2 separate regions of the Capra hircus genome follow, and region 2 is linked to region 1. The links are chromatin contacts, called in public Hi-C maps. All regions are on one chromosome and are shown on one strand. The core of a region is the stretch at or near the end of the contact, and the rest is flanking DNA. Distances in the headings are between cores, read along the strand shown.

The links. Hi-C and Micro-C count contacts between places; a contact is called where the count stands out from the background.
Region 2: a Hi-C map of blood shows a contact between it and region 1, with 8 times the contacts expected there. The contact joins the promoter of BRF2 here to the enhancer-like site in region 1. A contact is called at or near these places in 3 of 5 Hi-C or Micro-C datasets (blood and liver).

The regions. Positions count from the first base shown.
Region 1 is chr27:12,497,631-12,502,972 of ARS1.2, forward strand. No RefSeq gene overlaps it. Among named protein-coding and RNA genes, the nearest start is that of GOT1L1, 11 kb to the left of the region's middle. Within about 2 kb of position 2,386, at least 1 of the 5 cell types and tissues checked has an H3K27ac peak or open chromatin away from gene starts, as enhancers often do.
Region 2 is chr27:12,560,708-12,566,121 of ARS1.2, forward strand. It overlaps BRF2 (transcription factor IIIB 50 kDa subunit), which reads left to right and starts at 3,259. Exons shown (of 4, transcript XM_005698825.3): 1 at 3,259-3,500; 2 at 4,191-4,250; 3 at 5,160-5,414. The coding sequence starts at 3,347.

The DNA of each region.
Region 1 (5,342 bases), core at 1,136-3,635:
TTGTGAACATCTTAAGAGCTGAACAATATGGATATAGTGAAGGAATCATATCAACTTAGTGGAATATTATGCATTCATTAAAATGATCATTATTAATACCAGGTAAGAAGGCAATGGCAACCCACTCCAGTACTCTTGCCGAGAAGGTCCCATGGATGGAGGAGCCTGGCAGGCTGCAGTCCACAGGATTGCTAGGAGTCGGACATGACTTCACTTTCACTTTTCACTTTCATGCATGGGAGAAGGAAATGGCAACCCACTCCAGTATTCTTGCCTGGAGAATCCCAGGGACGGGAGAGCCAGGTGGGGTGCCATCTATGGGGTCACACAAAGTCGGACACGACTGAAGCGACTTAGCAGCAGCAGCAGTACACTTACATGCAACCAGTGAAATACTTATATAATAAGTAATAAGAATACAGAATTCCATGCATATAAGCCAGGAGTAATATGAAAGACTGAAAATAATGATTTGTTAGGAACAGTAGGAGGTGGGCAATTTTTCCATTTGGATTTCTTCATTCTGGGTGGTGATAACAGGGGAAGAAATATTTTTTCACTTTTTATTCCTGGGAGCCAGTCTTTCTTTGAAACGCAGCGTAGGACACTGGAGACATGGGAGCTTGGGTTGAGTAAACTGTCAGTGAATGCATCTGGTTCTTCCAAGGAGTCCAGACTGTAACAATGACCTTTACTATCATAGCTGATGGTTGTGGAATGCTACCTGGAGCTGCACTATTTAAGCACTTTAGGTCCATCTTCTCACTTAATCCTCATTTCAAGCAGGTTAAGTTAATATTATTATTATCATCCTTGTTTACAGTATTGGTGAGCACCAGTAACCTGTCCAGATTGGGTCACACAGCTGACAAGAGCTGCAGACCAGCCTTGGTGCCTTGACCCCTGCTTCGGGGTGCTGCCTTCCCCCAGGCAGGCTGCTTCCATTACCCCTTCATTCTTGCCCCCCAACCCCCAGGAGGTAATAAGCACCCAGAGCAGAGCCCAGAGGGAGACTGTTAGGGTCTAGAGGGGCCTCCAGGGTCCATGAGCCCGGAGCCAGGTGTACCGCCTGCCTTGCAGAGAATTAAGAGCTGCACAACTATTTGCCCCCCAAGCCCCCACCCTCCCCTCCCCTGCCTTCCCCGCCCAGCAGATACAGCCCTCTGCTTAGAGATCAGGACAAGGAGATGAAGGAACCAGAAGAGGGAGCGATGGGTCCACAGGCTTTCTTAGGACTGGAAAACCCTACTGGAGAAGGTGGGCACCACCAACAGCTCTAGGGTAGCGGGTTGGGACTTCTCTGACTGCCCAGTGGTTAGGGCTCCGGGTTCCCAACACAGGAGGCACCGGTTTGATCCTTGGTGGGAGAACTAAGATCCCCTGTGCTGCGCTGCACATAAAATAAAATGCACAGTCTGTGTCTGGCGAGACTGCCTGGAGGCCAGGTTTCAGACTCCGGGGCTGACAATTCTGCACCGACACTGCGGTTCTGCTTTCCCTGGCGCCAGGCAGGTTCCTCCCGTGGACCCCACTGGCCCAGGCATCTTCAATTGCCTGATGTATGAGTGTTGGGGGTCAGGGAGCCAGGGAGGAAGTATTCCACGGTGTGCTCATCTTTCCCTCCTACATCTGCCATCCGGGGAGTCTTGGTCTTCAAGTGAATTCACCTCTGTCGGTGCCCTGAGACTCCAAGGTTATCCCCGCCAGGACGCGCCAGGATTCCAGAAGATTCCAAAGGATCCAGGGATGAGTGTCCCCTAGTCTCTACTCACGCTTGCGGGCGCCGAGTCCAGCAGTTTGTGATTGCGTGCCCTGAGCTTTCCCAGCATTTCTGGGGCTGCCTTCTCCCTTTTTACATTGGCTGTAGGTCCAGCAAGACCTTCCACTGAAAGAAAACCTGCGAGGTTGTTCCCGATTTTCAATGGGCGGCAAGTGGCTGCAAATGGCTGCAAATGTACCAGGAGAAGCCCGAACGGGGCGCTGCTTGTGGGAAACCCAGTCCTCCGTAGGTAGAGATGGCCCCAAGGCTCGCCTCCAAATCCCGGTTGTCTGTGTGTGTGTTGGAGGGAGGCAGGGTTGGGAGGACCCCCAACTTGGGCTGAGGAAAGTGGAGGATGGGGTTCTGTGATGGGGCAAGCGAGGAGGCCCCAGGACCAGAGAGGACCCTGGAAGAACTGGAAGGTACCCCAGAACAGAGCATCCGACTGCGGGTGGCGGGTGGCGGGGTTACCGGCCCAACCACCCGCTGGCGGGTGGAAGGGAGCCGAGGGCTGGGAGAAAGGCGTTTTCTACTTAGGAATAGGTCTGGGACCCTGTTCGAAGGCTGGGGCTCGCGTCCCGGACGAGGCTGGAGGGCCGATCAGCGGTGCTATGGGGGTAGGTGCCCTGGTGGAGGACGGGCTCGGGACTGCTCGTGAGCGCCCCCAGCAGGCTTCGCCTTCGCTCGCGGTTCTCCTCCTGCCTGGGAACTAGAGTCTTCCTGGGCAGCCTACTCCTCTCTCGACGTGGAGGTGTTAACAAGAACCCTTATCCCGTCCCGTGATTTGAGATCTAAGCGCCATTCTCTCGCTTTCTCACCACGGTCCAGCCTCACCGGTCTTTTTCCAGTTCCTCCAGTATAAACAAGCCTTCCTTTCTCAGGGCCTTGGCAGTCTCTCCTGCTTTCTCTGCTTTTTGCAAGGTCTGTTCTTTCTCATCGTATGGCCTCCAGCTCTCAGCTTAAATGTTGCCCCCCGCCCCCCACTCCTCTCCCTCAACACACTCAAGGGTTTTTAGGTAACCAGCCTATAAAGTATGGGCTTCCTTGGTGTCTCAGATGGTAAAGATCAGCCTGCAAGGCTGGGGACCAGGGTTCCATCCCTGGTTCAAGAAGATCCCCTGGAGAAGGGAATGTCAACCCACTCCAGTATTCTTGCCTGGAGAAGCCCATGGACAGAGGAGCCTGACGGGCTACAATCTATGGGGTAGCAAAAAGTCGGACAGAGCTGAGCGACTAATACTCACAATCTGCAAAGTAAGGTCTCCCCTCCTCCGCAAACACCTCATTTCCTTTACTTCTTGCTGGCTTTATACTTCTTGCTGCAGTTTGTATTTATTTTGCTTTATTCTCTAACTTTGCCAATTTAACGTATAATAGTTCAAGGAACTGGAGAAGGAAATGGCAACCCACTCCAGTGTTCTTGCCTGGAGAATCCCAGGGACGGGGGAGCCTGGTAGGCTGCCGTCTATGGGGTCGCACAGAGTCGGACATGACTGAAGCGACTTAGCAGCAGCAGCAGCAGCTCAAGGAACATATTTGTGCTGTCAAACCTGTGACTGGCACATAAGATTATTTCTCCAGTATTTGTGATAGCATTTTTATTAACTAATGGCCTCCTTGCTCCTTAGAACATTAGGACCAGAAGATGCCTCCTGGGATAGGGCAGTCTGCAGAAACCTGTGCTGTCTGCAGCAGCTCCAATCTACTGGGGTATTGGGTTGGTACCTAAGTATGGTCTTCATTTCCTGACTCCTCCCTTAGAGACAAAGTCAGCTACTTCTGAGGGTCAGGATTCCTGGGCCCTTGCATGGGAATTCATAGCATCAATTAAAAAAAAAATGTTGGGACTTCCCTGGTGGTCCAATGGCTAGTACACTGCCAAAGCAGGGGTCCTGGTTAAATCTCTAATCATGGAACTAGATCCTACGTGCAGCAGCAAAGACCCGGCACAGCCAAATAAATAAATAAACAATATTTTAAAAATCTTAAGATCATATATATTTTTTTCAGAATCAAGAGGAACTTGAGCTATGAGACAGGGAATAGATGTTAGACCTAGAAGGAGAATGATATTAAAAATGATACAAGGGTAGGGATGTAAAGAGTTATAGAGTCTGGTTGCACAAGAATGTGAGTGTCCTTAACACTACTGGACTTGCTTGCTGGTGCTCAGTTGTGCCCGCTTCTTTGTGATCTCATGGACTGTAGCCCGCCAGGCTCCTCTGTCCCTGGAATTTTCCAGGGAAGAACTGGAGTGGGCTGCCATTTCCTCCTCCCGGGAATCTTCCTGATTCAGGGATTGAACTGGAGTCTCCTGCATCTCCTGCAATGGCAGAAGGATTCTTTACCACTGCTCCACTCGGGAAGCCCCTTGGACTACTGTACCGTACAACTTAAAACATGTACATTTTATACTGTATATAGCACAGGGAACTCTTCTCAATACTCTGTAATGGCCTATATGGGAAAAGAATCTAAAAACTAGTGGATATATATAGATGTATAGCTGATTCATCTTTCTGTACAGCAGAAACTAACACAGCATTGTAAATCAACTATACTCCAAGAAAATTGTTTTAAAAAATGTAAATTTAGTATTATGTGTGTTTTACCACTACTAAAAAAAAAAGTTACTGGGCAACAACACATTGTCCATGAGAACTTTTAGGCGGTCTACCCTACGAGTCCCTTCACTGCTAACCACCCTTTCCCACCAGGAAAGTGCAGAAGTTCAATGATAGAATTTGGGTTTAGGACCTGTCTTATCAACAGTATGTTGGGTATCGCTGATGTGGTTGGTGTGGGGATGGGGTGAGCATTCAGTTCAGTTCAGTTCAGTCACTCAGTTGTGTCCAATTCTTTGTGACTCCACAGACTGCAGCATGCCAGGCTTCCCTGTCCATCGCCAACTCCTGGAGTTTACTCAAACTTATGTCCATTGAGTTGGTGATGCCATCCAACCAGCTCATCCTCTGTCATCCCCTTCTCCCGCCTTCAATCTTTCCCAGACTCAGGGTCTTTTCAAATGAGTCAGTTCTTCACATCAGGTGGCCAAAGTATTGGAGTTTCAGCTTCAGCATCAGTCCTTCCAATGAATATTCAGGACTGATTTCCTTTAGGATGGACTGGTTGGATCTCCTTGCAGTGCAAGGGATTCTCAAGAGTCTTCTCCAACAGCACAGTTGAGGTGAGCATCAAGCTTTGGGAAAAGGGTGGGTTTTGATGGAGGAGGGGTTGGAGTGGAGTAGGCAGCTTTTGAACTGTGGTGTTGGAGAAGACTCTTGAGAGTCCCTTGGACTGCAAGGAGATCTGACCAGTCCATTCCAAAGGAGATCAGCCCTGGGATTTCTTTGGAAGGAATGATGCTAAAGCTGAAACTCCAGTACTTTGGCCACCTTGTGTGAAGAGTTGACTCATTGGAAAAGACTCTGATGCTGGGAGGGATTGGGGGCAGGAGGAGAAGGGGACGACAGAGGATGAGATGGCTGGATGGCATCACCAACTCGATGGACGTGAGTTTGAGTGAACTCCGGGAGATGGTGATGGACAGGGAGGCCTGGCATGCTGCCATTCATGGGGTCAC
Region 2 (5,414 bases), core at 2,009-4,508, 64 kb after region 1:
CCAGGACCTAGTCAGAAAAGCTCCAAGGCCCAGGTTGGCGAGGAGAGTGGATCCTCCAGGCTCAGAGTGAAACTGGGTTAGAGAGTCATCTGAGCTGGAAGAAGCCCGGGGTGAGGCCTTGAGAGAAGCCCAACCCCACCTCCCCCCAGTTACTCACTCCAGACTAAAAATGATCCTGCCACTGAGGAATTCCATCTATGTGTGGCCTCTGATAGGCCTACCCAGGACGGGTGTCCACAGGAGCTGAACAGCCTTTTGGTGTAACAGGCATTCCTGGGACACAGGGATGAGACAGCCAGGTCATTCCCAGGGAGACTTGTAACAAAGTCAGACAGGCAGACCACTAACGAACACACACATGTAACCAGAGATGACAGGGCAGAGGCCTTCCATCGGCCTTCCTCTCTGGTCTCCTCTCCAGAAAGAACTCTGGTCTTGAGGTCAGAATTTCATATCTGGACCATGTCTGAGGCATCTTTTCCAATGACCTTCACTCCTCAGTAGCTTTCTGCTCTAATCCAGCCCATCTGGGCACTCAGCATTCCAAAAGCTGATGTGCCAAGTACCCTGTGGGCTCTGGCTTTAGGGACAAGAAACATGGCTCCAGCTTCACAGGCTTGGGGAGGAGCTGGGGAGAAGGCTTTGAGAAGCATCTGTTAAACAGATCATCACTGTCACTGAAGGACACTTAATTCTTAACCCGGGCCACCTGCATTGCAGGCAGAGTCTTTACTGTCTGAGCCACCAGGGCAGCCCTAAATCTTAGTAGAGTTTGTATCGGAAGGAAAGGCACCAAGGATGATATGTATGTCCTGATTTCCCAGAGGAAGACAAATTAATTTCCTAAATAAATGGTTTTCTTCATGAGAACGTGAACCTTAGACTTGCATGTCTTAGGAGAGCGCGCCATCTTCTGGCCTGGGTCCTGACTACCTCCCTGCCTGTTTGCGTCTGAGGGTGAGGCTCTCTGAGAGCATCACACACTTGCAGCTGGAAGAGAATTACCTCTCCAACCCTGGAGTTGCTAGCTGTGTGTGTGCTCAATCATGACTGACTCTTTGGGACCCCATGGACTATAAACCTGCCAGGCGCCTCTGTCCATGGGATTTTCCAGGCAAGAATACTGGAGTGGGTTGCCATTTCCTCCTCCAGGGGATCTTCCTGACCCACGGATTGAACTCGAGTCTCCTGCGTCTCCTGTATTGCAGGCAGATTCTTTACCACTGTGCCACCTTGGAAGGCCCAGAGTTGCCGGATCATAAAACTGCTCTTCCACTTTACTATGAGAAATGTCAGGGAAAGCAGAATTTCAGGGCTTCTGTCATGGGTAGATGACTCTGTAGTGAAATCCCACTTTTTTAAAAAAAATGCAGTTAAGTTCATGATCTGCACAAAACTGGGATGAGCGGCCTTGGATACTGTTCTCTATGGGAATGTAAAGACATACTCCCAGGGCCAGTTATATTCCTTTTAGGGACATGTTTACCCTCCCAGTTGGAGGAGGAAATGGCAACCCATTCCAGTATTCTTGCCTGGAGAATCCCACGGACAGAGGAGCTTGGTGGGCTACAGTCCACGGGTCGCAAAGAGTCGGACACGACTGAACGACTTCACTTTCACTTTACCCTCCCAGTAAGGATGTCGATTGCACTGTCTGAAACTAACATCTTCTAAAATCTGCTAATGCCAGAGACTGCCTGAAATTCTCCAAGATCAAACAGAGAAGCAGAAATTCCCCACATACTTTCAGCACAGGCTGTGATAACGCCCGTCTGTTTTCTTGGAGTCAGAGGGACTGGCCACAGTTCTTTGTAACTTTAACTCAATTGTCTTATTTTTCAAACATAATTGACTCTAAAACTTTAAAGTGTTAAAAAACATTTATTTATTTATGTATTTATGCCACACCACATGGCTTGTGGAATCTTAGTTCCCTGACCAGGGATTGAACCTGGGCCCTCAGCAGTGAAGGCACAAAGTCCTAACTACTAGGCTACCAGGGAATTCCTGAAAACCTTTATTCTTGATGAGTGCAATTGGGATTTACTTATGAGAAAACACATCCTCTTTGCTGACACTTATGTTATATTCAAACATGACATACAAAATCTCTCATTTGTGAGCTTGGTTTCTGGAACATTACTAGAGGCACATTTTTGCTTGATTCTTTGATCTATACTATACCACACCAGGAACTTCGGAGCTAGAATCTTGGAGCATCTTAAAGCTTAAGGTTTTAAAAACATCTCAATTTGCTTAAATTCTTCAGACTGCCAAGGGCCTCACTAACCTCCATAGTTTTTCTCTCCAACTCCCTTAGACATTTCTTGCCTAGTCTCTGGAAGCCTCCCAGGTTGTCACTCTGCAAAGAGAGGAAACAACGTGCTTGTAGGGAAGCTGCTTTGGAAAGAACACAATTTCCTGCTCTCTCAATACACTACTCTCCCTTTTAGGCCACAAATTTTGTACTATGGCCAGAATCAACATTTATTAAGGGTCCGTCTAGTCAAGGCTATGGTTTTTCCTGTGGTCATGTATGGATGTGAGAGTTGGACTGTGAAGAAAGCTGAGCGCCGAAGAATTGATGCTTTTGAACTGTGGTGTTGGAGAAGACTCTTGAGAGTCCCTTGGACTGCAAGGAGATCGAACCAGTCCATTCTGAAGGAGATCAACCCTGGGATTTCTTTGGAAGGAATGATGCTAAAGCTGAAACTCCAGTACTTTGGACACCTCATGCGAAGAGTTGACTCATTGGAAAAGACTGATGCTGGGAGGGATTGGGGGCAGGAGGAGAAGGGGACGACAGAGGATGAGACGGCTGGATGGCATCACTGACTCGATAGACGTGAGTCCGAGTGAACTCCGGGAGTTGGTGATGGACAGGGAGGCCTGGCGTGCTGCAATTCATGGGGTCGCAAAGAGTCGGACACGACTGAGCGACTGAACTAAACTGAATTGAAGAGAAAAAGGAGAGTCGGCGATACCCTTGGCGCTTTAGAAAGAATTGTTTGTGGCTGGCAACAGTTTTTTGTTTGTTACGCGCGTCCACAGCGGTAGAAAGCTCACTCAAGAGCCTAGACAGCCAACCTCAAACTAAGTACAGATGGCGGGGAATCCGAAGATACAGTCCAGACCAGGAACCTCCTTTCCTCGATCACGTTTCTACCCGAGTCCGCAGAGGAACGGACCGGAAGCCGCGGAGAAGGTACCTACAGTTCGGCTGTTACGCTGGCCGGAAGAGGAAGGTGCAACCATACAAGACTCCGCTCCTACTTCCTGTTTCGGCACAGTTGCTGCTGTGGGCGGTAGGGGCGGTTAGCTGCCTGGGCTCTGGACCGCTTGTACGATGTCGGGTGGAGGCCGCTGTCCCGATTGCGGCTCCGCTGAGCTAGTGGAAGACTCGCACTATTCCCAGAACCAGCTGGTGTGCTCCGACTGCGGCTGCGTGGTCACCGAGGGCGTTCTTACGACCACCTTCAGTGACGAGGGCAATCTCCGAGGTACCTGTGAGGGCTTTTCGGAGGCCATGGATACAGCCTGGGGCGATGGAGGGATTGACGTCAGATGCTTCTTATCTCTTGCCGTCTCCCTGTCATGAGCACACTTAGATATGGGAGAAAACAGTGAAAGTGAACGAGTGAACTGCAGATCAGGGGCTGCCATTATCTGTTTTCTTAGCACCATATCTGTTACATGTAGTAAATGAAACAGAGAGAAACAAAGTTCCACTGAATTTACCTAATTTGCCTATTTGGAAGCATTATATCAATAGGTCAGTGTTGTGAGAATGCGGGAAATACTACTACCCCGAAGCAGTTTTGAAAACTAAATGGCAAAAACTTACTTTTCTTTTTTTCATTTGTGTTCAAAGTCCCTGACCAGTGCAGCCCTCAAAATCTACAGGCAGGAAAATTGCCTGAATTGAATGTACAGGAGGGGTGGCTGGAAATTTGGAACACTTGGAACTGCTTTAATGCTAGTCCTAATCTTCTAAAGCTTTCTGTGTATTTGGTACTGCTTGTGGTTATAGAAAACCAGATGGACCTTTTACCTGCAAAGATGAGCACCTTCTGTGAGCTGGGGAGTGGATATTTGATGATTTGGATTCTGCTCCCTGGTTTTGTGTGGTGGGAGGGCAGGGGTGGGTGAATAGAGACTAAACAAGCTATTTTTTGTCCATTATCTTACAGAAGTAACATATTCTCGAAGCACCGGGGAAAACGAACAAGTTAGTCGAAGCCAGCAACGAGGTGAGAATCTACCTTTTATGACACAGTGGCTTTAAAGAAAATTCTCCTTATGGTCCAGCTCGTCTGCTTGTCTTTTCTGTTTTCAGCATTATTATGTAAAGGTAGAGAAGAAGAGAATGGTAATTAGAAATAAAGGATTGAGGTGGTTCTAAGAGAGGTAGCAGTTAGGTGGAAGGTTTAAGTCTGCTTGCGTATGTTTGAGGTAGATTCGAGGAACCCAGGTCAAAGCTTGGTCACAAATCAAACCAGCTTCCAAAAGATGAGGCACTGAAGTGTTGACTTCTTTCCACAAATGTCTTTGTGCTTTTCCAATGGCCTTACCAAGTGTCACTCTTATCATTGTAGAAAGGTCCATTATTTGTGCATGTGGTATCTGAGGTGAGTTTAACAGAACTTGCTGGGAGCTCCTTTGACTCCTTCACGTATAATATCATGTCATCTGCAAACATGATATGAAGTGACGTTTTTACTTCCTTTGTAATTTAGATTCCTTTTAGTTTTCCTCTCTGTTTGCTATGGCTAGACCTTCCAAAGCTATGTTGAATAAAAGTGACGAGTGTGGGCATCTTTGTCTTGTTCTTAATCTTATAGGAAATGCTTTCAGCTTTTCACCATTGAGTATGATGTTAGTGTGAGTTTGTCGTATATGACCTTTATTATATGTTGTTCCCTCTAGACCCACATTCTGGAGATATTATTATTATTATTATTATTGTAAATGGATGTTGCATTTTATCAAAAACTTGTTCTGCATGTATTGAAATGATCATATGGCTTATTCTCAGTTTGTTCATGTGGTGTATCACACTGATCTTTGCATCCCTGGGATAAACCCCACTCAATCCAGTTGTCTGATCCTGTTAACATATTGTTGGAAATGTCTCTAACTCCTGCCGTGGGTTTTCCTAGGTCTTCGCCGAGTGAGAGACCTCTGTCGAGTGCTGCAGCTGCCACCAACATTTGAGGACACGGCAGTTGCCTACTACCAACAGGCACACCAGCTCGCTGGCATCCGCACAGCCAGGCTGCAGAAGAAGGAGGTGCTGGCTGGTTGCTGCGTCCTAATCACCTGCCGGCAGCGTAACTGGCCCCTGACCATGGGGACCATCTGCACCCTGCTGTATGCAGATCTGGATGTGTTTTCTGGAACCTACATGCAGATAG